Linked DNA regions of Mus musculus: region 1 is linked to region 2. The links are chromatin contacts, called in public HiChIP or PLAC-seq maps. All regions are on one chromosome and are shown on one strand. Each heading gives the region's core, a stretch centred on a gene start, on an enhancer-like site or on the middle of the called end of the contact. The rest is flanking DNA. Distances are from core to core; before and after follow the strand shown. Region 1 has its middle 14 kb from the start of Gm35148. Region 2 overlaps Car10 (carbonic anhydrase 10).

Region 1 (3,668 bases), core at 222-2,721, 310 kb after region 2:
CAGACCCCTGGGAGTGCCAGGAGACTGAGCTACCAACCAAAGGGCATACACAGACCAGTCTGAGGCCCCTGGCACAAATGTATCAGAGGACTGCCTTGTCTGGCCTCAGTGGGAGAGGATGTGCCTAATCCTGTAGAGACTTGATATCCCAGAGTGGGAAGATAAGAGAGGAGGGTACTCTCTCAGAGAAGAAGGGAAGAACTCTGCAAGGGGGACCACAAGGGGGGGCAATATTTGGGATGTAATAAAATAATTAACTTAAAAAAAAAAGATGATTGACCAAAAAGATATATTGTAGCATACTATAGCTTCCACATCAAGATTTATTTTGGGATTATTTTTGTTTATTTGTCTTGGTTTGGGGGCAGGGAGGTTGCAAGGGTGGAAGGTGGATATGGAGGGACCGGGAAATTAGTGGGGCTGGGGTGCATAGTGTGAAGTTCACAAAGAATCAATAAAAAAAAAAAGTCTAATAACCTAAGGTTGTTTTCTGACATCTACTACCTCTCCCTGTCCCCCACCACACACACACACACACACACACACACACACAAACACACACACACACACACACACACACACACACACACAATGTAAACATTCTCTTCATCCTGAATCAAGAACCCTGTGTCTTCATCATTGCATTCATCCAGCCATGTCTTCTTGTACCAGGCATTGTTCTAACTGGTAAATTCTGCCCACTTGAGGAAGAGAGAGCAATGAGGAAGAAGGGTACCAGACCAAAAGGCAAGATGCCCAGACTCAAAGTTCCGCATCTCCCACAAGTGCCTATCATGGAAGCAAGCCCACTCCAAGCCCTTCTGCTCTGGCTGATCAGCCCACAGCAAACACAGTGAAAATTAGAAGACAGCATTGATTAACAGCCAGTTTTATACCCAATTGTCCCCAGAAAGTAGACCCCCTGACAAAGCTGCAATTGCTAACGGAGTTTGACCTATAGCTAAGGGAAGAAAGATGCCTAAAGTCTAACCCCTTCACCAAATCCAACCCATAGAACCCACGGGACCTTGAAATGCTGCATGGTCAAGCATGGTGTGCAAGGAAGTTCTTTTGAGTCCAGGAGTAAACAAAATACTGTGTGTGTGTGTGTGTGTGTGTGTGTGTGTGTGTGTGTGTGTCTGTGTGTGTGTGTCTGTGTGTCTGTGTGTGTGTGTCTGTGTGTGTGTGTCTGTGTGTGTGTGTCTGTGTGTGTGTGTCTGTGTGTGTGTGTCTGTGTGTGTGTCTGTGTGTGTGTGTGTCTCTCTCTCTCTCTCTCTCTCTCTCTCTCTCTCTCTCTCTCTGTGTGTGTGTGTGTGTGTGTGTGTGTGTGTGTACACATGAGGTAGCATCCCCATATATATGGGAGTGGGAAGAGAGAAGGAATCCTACCAAAGCATCAAGAACCCTGCTGTGTTAGTCAGCTTTCTGTTGCTAAGCTAATCAACCTACAAAGAGGAACTGTTTATTTTGGCTCAGTTTCAAAAGTTTCAACCATAAGCCATTGGCCTGTGGCTTTGGGACCTATGACACTAAAGTACACCATGTGGCCTCATGTGGAAGAGGAAGCTATATATCTCATGATGGCCAGGACGCAGAGAGAGGAGGAGGAGGAGCCAGGGTCTCACTTGTTCCTTTGAGGGGACACCCACAGTGTCCTGACTTCCTTTTGCTTAGACCGCATTTCCTAAAGGCTCCACCACTTCTCAACAGTGACAAGCCTTTAACACATGGGCTTTCTAGAAGACATTTATCCCACCCATAGCAACAGCTCACAAGAACAAAACAACTAGACCAGTCCTCTGGTGAGGAGGAACTGAGTGGGAAGCAGGGAGGATGAGCGGAAGTGTACCGCAGCACTTCTCTGAGCAGGAAACATTGGAGCAACCCTTCTGCAAGCCAAGGGGAACCCTGGAGAAAAGAAGAGAACGATTCTCCCTAAAGTCCTTCACCTGTTAAATAAAGAGCTGGAGGAGACCCAGAGAACTAGCAGGCATATCCACCCCATGTCCCACAGTCTCTGCATATCCCTGGTTAGTTATGAATGAGACCCAATACCTTTATGAATGACAAGATGATGTCATGATGCCAAATGGTTGGCCTCCCCTGAAAGCAATGGCTACAGCTACAGAAAGGGAATAAGACTCAGAAAATGTGAGTCTATTTCTGCAGTTTCTAATATGCACCTGCACAGTTTCTAATTGAGGAACAAAGGCTGGCTCCCTGGCATACAGCCCCTGTCTTATTCACTCTGTATCCCTGGCACCCAGCACAGATGGGAGCCTAGCTCAAGGCCAGACTCCATCAACATCTATTGAATGGATGCAAGGATGGCTAGACGGCTGTGGCTTAGCATTACCCTGAGATAGCAGGCTACCAGAGCTGCTGTGAGCCTTGATTCAAAAACCTTCAGGGACGTTAGCTCATGTCATACTCATTCATTTTGATTTGTAATCACATAATTAACAGCCAAGGTGGTGGCAGCTTCTATAATAGCCTTTGTAATACGTCATAGAAATAGAAACGACTTACTCAAAGAGATCAGCATCTTGCGATCCTGCATAATCACAGACCACAGGCCCTGGGAATATATTTAACTTGTAACCTGAGCTACGGATCCTCATTCGGAAGCACTTCCCTCCATGATAGAAAGAAGCAGGGGCTGCGTGGAGGCAGAGCTCCACTCTTCATGGGACTCCATGAAGATCACAGCTCCAGCCAGAGCGAACGGTTCTGTTAACCTCTCCTAATGCAAATGTCAGGAGTACACACAAAGGCACATATAAACACCCTCTCTGGCTCATGATGAAAATGGAGCCTATGGATTTATGCAACAAATAAGGTCCTGAGCTGAAAGGTGGTCCCTCGGGGCCAAGCACAAGGGCAATGTCCCTTTAAAGATGTGGGGTTCAAATAGAGCTCTAAAAGATGAGTAGGCAGAGTTAGTTCAGGGAAGAGGAGTAGACGGAAGCCCCTTCGGGGATAGAAGGCAACACTTCCAAGTCCTTGACATGAGAGATCCACAGTTTTCTCATCAAATCCTACTGCCTCTCAAAAGCCCATTTCATGAATGGAAAGTGGAACCTCTACGGAACAGTGCTACAGGGTCACATCAATGGAAAGGTCACCTCAATCAAGAGGAGGGAGGGAAAGGAGAGGGAGGAGAAAGCAAGGAACAGAGGAGAAAAGATGGAAAGGGGTGAAGGCGGGAGGGGAGAAAAGATCTAACTCCTGTTTTCTGATATTTCTAACACCTTCTGCACTAGAACACCACCCCTCGGAGATGCTTCCTGAAAACAAACCTGAGCCATGCCATATCCTCTTCTTGGCAGTTTACACAGCTCATGAACAATGTAAAAACCTTGAAAGGTCCTGCAGTACAGAGCAGGAGTCTCCCAACTTCTTCGAGCACTTTTTCAATCAGCATCTACTTAGCATTCAACAGAATATACATCAGGGAAAGGCTCCCATAAATTAAGCTCAGTATCTATGAGGCAAGCACCAACTCCAACATCAACCCCAGGGAGCGAAAGCTCTTTAATATGACGGTCTATCGTTAGGCATGTTCCTGGAAGTCCCATGAGCATCGCAAAGACCCTGGTTAAGCCCTGGGTTAAGGCAACCACCCCCAAAACAAGGAACAGGTGGAATGAAGCACACGCTCACCATTT
Region 2 (3,367 bases), core at 235-2,734:
AGGTTCCCTCCTCTCAGATTGCTTTAGCTTATGTCAAGTTGACATAAAACTATCCTGCACAGAGATGAAATGGCAAGGTGAGCTACATATACACCAGACTAACCTTGAACTCACTGTGTAGCCAAGGATAAGCTGAGCTCCTGGCCCTTCTGCCTCTACCTCGGGAGTGCTAGGATTATGACTGAGCATCACCATAGCCACTTTTTATGATAATGAGAATCAACCCTAGGGAATTATGTCCTTTACCCAGGCAAATATCCTACCAATAAGCTACTGTCCTGGAAACATGCAGCAGTCTTGGAGATGACCATCGGGGTGGTATCTCTGTCTCTCAGAGAGGAAACAGCTAAATCTAGTCTGTGAGATTAGACAATACTCTGAGCCACAAACAGTGCCAGCCTGTGGTGTGCCTTGTCTGTCCTTTAAGAGTATAAATCACTAAAGGTATTTTAGTAAGGCAAACACAAATCACAGAAATGTTCTCAACTGAGGGGTAAGTAAGCTAACAGAAGAACTTGATGAGAAGCCTTTAAAATATGCCACAGGACTCAGAGTGACTTGTTCTAGTCAGCTTTAATTGCCACCTGACACAGCCTTGAAGTCACCTGAGAGAAGAGCCTCACTTGAGATAGCCTCTAGCTCAAGACCATTCTGGACTAGCTGGCTTGCTAGCTGGCTGCTCATCCCAATTCCAGATTCCTCAATGAAGACATTTGAATTTTCTAACATCTATCTAATATCCCTTTCACCCAGTAGGCTATTCATGCTAGGCATGGTAATGAATATACGCAGGTCTTAGAGACCTGTCTGTCTGATGGGAAGGACAATTATCTGGCAAAGAGAGATGCCACAATCCATGATGACATCCCAAAATATGACAATTTGATGAATAAGGTATATCTATCACCCTATTCTGATTAACCTGACAAAACTCAGAAGCTGAAGTAGGACGCATCATTATCTAGATTTAAAAGTTAAAAAAGAGTAACTGTATCACGCACACGCGCCTGTGTGTGTGTGTGTGTGTGTGTGTCTGTGTGTGTGTGTACCCAAGTATGCACATGTGGAGGTCAGAGGTCAATATTGGATATCTTTCTCTATTATTCTCTATCTTACTTTTTGAGGCAGGGTCTCTCATCGAACCTAGAACTCACCATTTCAATAGACTAGCTATATCCACAAGACCTAGGGATCCCACTCACCATCCCGCCCTGCCTCTTCTCTGACCTCAATGCTAGGATTGCAGATCACTACAGTGGGCTTTTACATGTGTGCTGGGAATCCAAACCCAGGTCTTCGTGCTTGTATAGCAAGCTTTTTACCCACTAAACCATCAACCCGCCCCTAGAGAGGATCTAAAGAGAGAAGTACGAACATGGCTGACATAGAATGAGAGCATCCCAGACAAGCAGAATCACCCTCTGTTAGTATAGAAGCATGCATGCAGGCAGCACAAAACAGAGAGATTTAGTGTCTTATGACTGTCACAACAGTCTGACTCATCACAGGGATCTCAATGGTCATCCTAGCTTCCTCCTATCTACTCATACGTCTAACCACCCACGCTGCCATGCATATATCATGGGCTGGCCTCAAAGACATCACCCCTGGAGTTAGTATCAGACAAACAAATATGCGGATACCAACTCTCCCATTTTCTGTATACCCTTTTACAAATTACATAGACTCTCACCAAATGAAGGCAATGATAATTTAATAACATCAACTTCTGGGGATTCCTGACTGAATGAAAGGAAATGACATCAGGTACAGAACAGAAGTGTGGTGTCTGGACAGAGGAGGTTTCAAGTGTGACTTTCCCCCTTCCCTCATTATTTGTCTTCTTCTCCAATAGTTACTTAGAAGTCTTTTATTTATTTGAAGGAAGAGAAAAATAAAACAGTAGGCTCAGAGATAGGCAACTTGACTTAACAAAGGGGTGACATCTTCCGCCTGACCAAAAGAAAAAATAACAGGAGGAAAGGAAAGGAAAGGCAAGGAGAGGAGAGGGGAGGGGAGGGGAGGGGAGGGGGGGAGGGGGGAGGGGGGAGGGGAGGAGGGGGGAGGAGAGGAGAGGAGAGGAGAGGAGAGGAGAGGAGAGGAGAGGAGAGGAGAGGAGAGGAGAGGAGAGGGACATTTCTACCATAACAGTGGCCGCCATTTCACATCTGTCAGAGTCCAGAATTCAGAGCAAAAAGTTTTATTTTTTTGCTGCCCCCAATGACTTGTAGACTGAGGTCATTTTCACATTCTTGGCCACCTTGTATAAAGGACGATGCCTGTTCTTTCCTGGTCACCTTTGTCAGGAACTATAGGTCACAAGTATATGACAACTGTAACTAGGCAGTGGAAAACCCAAGGAATCCTTCTGTCCCTCGTGATGAACTGTCTTTTCAAAGTCCCAGCTTAGAACACTTTCTAAAAGCCTTTTGAGTAGCTAAGCCCAGGTTAGCCTCCCTGGGATCATTTTCTCACTATTCATATTTTGACAAATGCCAACAGGTTAGAAGCACGCAGCTTTCCTGAGCAGAGACCAAGTTTAATCAACACTGAAGGTGTTATTTAAGGTTATTTAATTTTAATGTTCATTTTAATTAAAAAAAAAAGTTCAGTTGCAATGGATCTTTAATATTGTAGGTGCCGGATTTTATTTTTCAATATTGACAGGCATTTTATTTATTTTCCGAAAGTAAAAGAATGATCACTTGGGTCAAAGGCTGGGGTCAAGGTTAAGTTCGTAAAAGCACTGCTTTCCTAGCCGTAGTGTGACTGGCTTCATTTCAAGCATGCATCAATCCCTTTAACCTCCCTTAAGTCCCTGCTGATTCTCTAGACAGATTTGCAAAACATGTCAACCAGGAAATAATGACCAATGTGTTCAGAAAAATAATCCAATTTGGGAAATGCATTCCTGCCTCCTAGGGCTTGCCAAAGTCTGAGCAGAGTGTTCAATGCCTCCTTTGTCAAAGAAATGAAACAATGTCTAATCCAGAACGATTCCTAAACTCCACCATTTGGCATGATGAATTCTATGTGTTCCCCTATGAAAAAACATGCTTGAGCTCCTACTGGGTGAATCTGCGAACCTTCACAGTATGTATGAATGATGTGCAGCCCGTGACCTGAGAAGAAACCCTTTCATTCCAGAGCCTCTCTAGCTGCATACCATGGTAGAAGGCGTTCTCTGCCATGAGAGTGGACAGGAACTGCTATGCTCTAGCCAGAGCTGCTAGCAGGGGTCATGATAGCACTGGCAGTGTCTGCCTACACTTGTCTGTCACCATTTCCTGATCTATAAAACAGGCCGGAGAGTGGCGCAGCCTAGGCCTTACCGGCTTATCTTCTGCCCCGATACTTTGGTTATTTG

The links. HiChIP or PLAC-seq counts read pairs in DNA pulled down with a chosen protein or histone mark.
Region 1: a p65 HiChIP or PLAC-seq map of bone marrow-derived dendritic cells shows a contact between it and region 2, with 13 times the contacts expected there. The contact joins two enhancer-like sites. A contact is called at or near these places in 4 of 15 datasets of contacts at CTCF or cohesin (embryonic stem cells, liver and pro-B cells), 73 of 484 Hi-C or Micro-C datasets (the AtT-20 cell line, the Ba/F3 cell line, DN3 thymocytes and 34 more) and 5 of 115 datasets of contacts at active chromatin or transcription factors (astrocytes, bone marrow-derived dendritic cells, bone marrow-derived macrophages and 2 more).

The regions. Positions count from the first base shown.
Region 1 is chr11:93,820,175-93,823,842 of GRCm38.p6, forward strand. No RefSeq gene overlaps it. Among named protein-coding and RNA genes, the nearest start is that of Gm35148, 14 kb to the left of the region's middle. Within about 2 kb of position 1,472, at least 81 of the 459 cell types and tissues checked have an H3K27ac peak or open chromatin away from gene starts, as enhancers often do. A contact at or near this core is called in bone marrow-derived dendritic cells and bone marrow-derived macrophages, where this site is marked.
Region 2 is chr11:93,506,792-93,510,158 of GRCm38.p6, forward strand. The region is part of intron 5 of Car10 (carbonic anhydrase 10); the gene reads left to right. Among named protein-coding and RNA genes, the nearest start is that of Gm24856, 95 kb to the left of the region's middle. Within about 2 kb of position 1,485, at least 10 of the 459 cell types and tissues checked have an H3K27ac peak or open chromatin away from gene starts, as enhancers often do. A contact at or near this core is called in bone marrow-derived dendritic cells and bone marrow-derived macrophages, where this site is marked.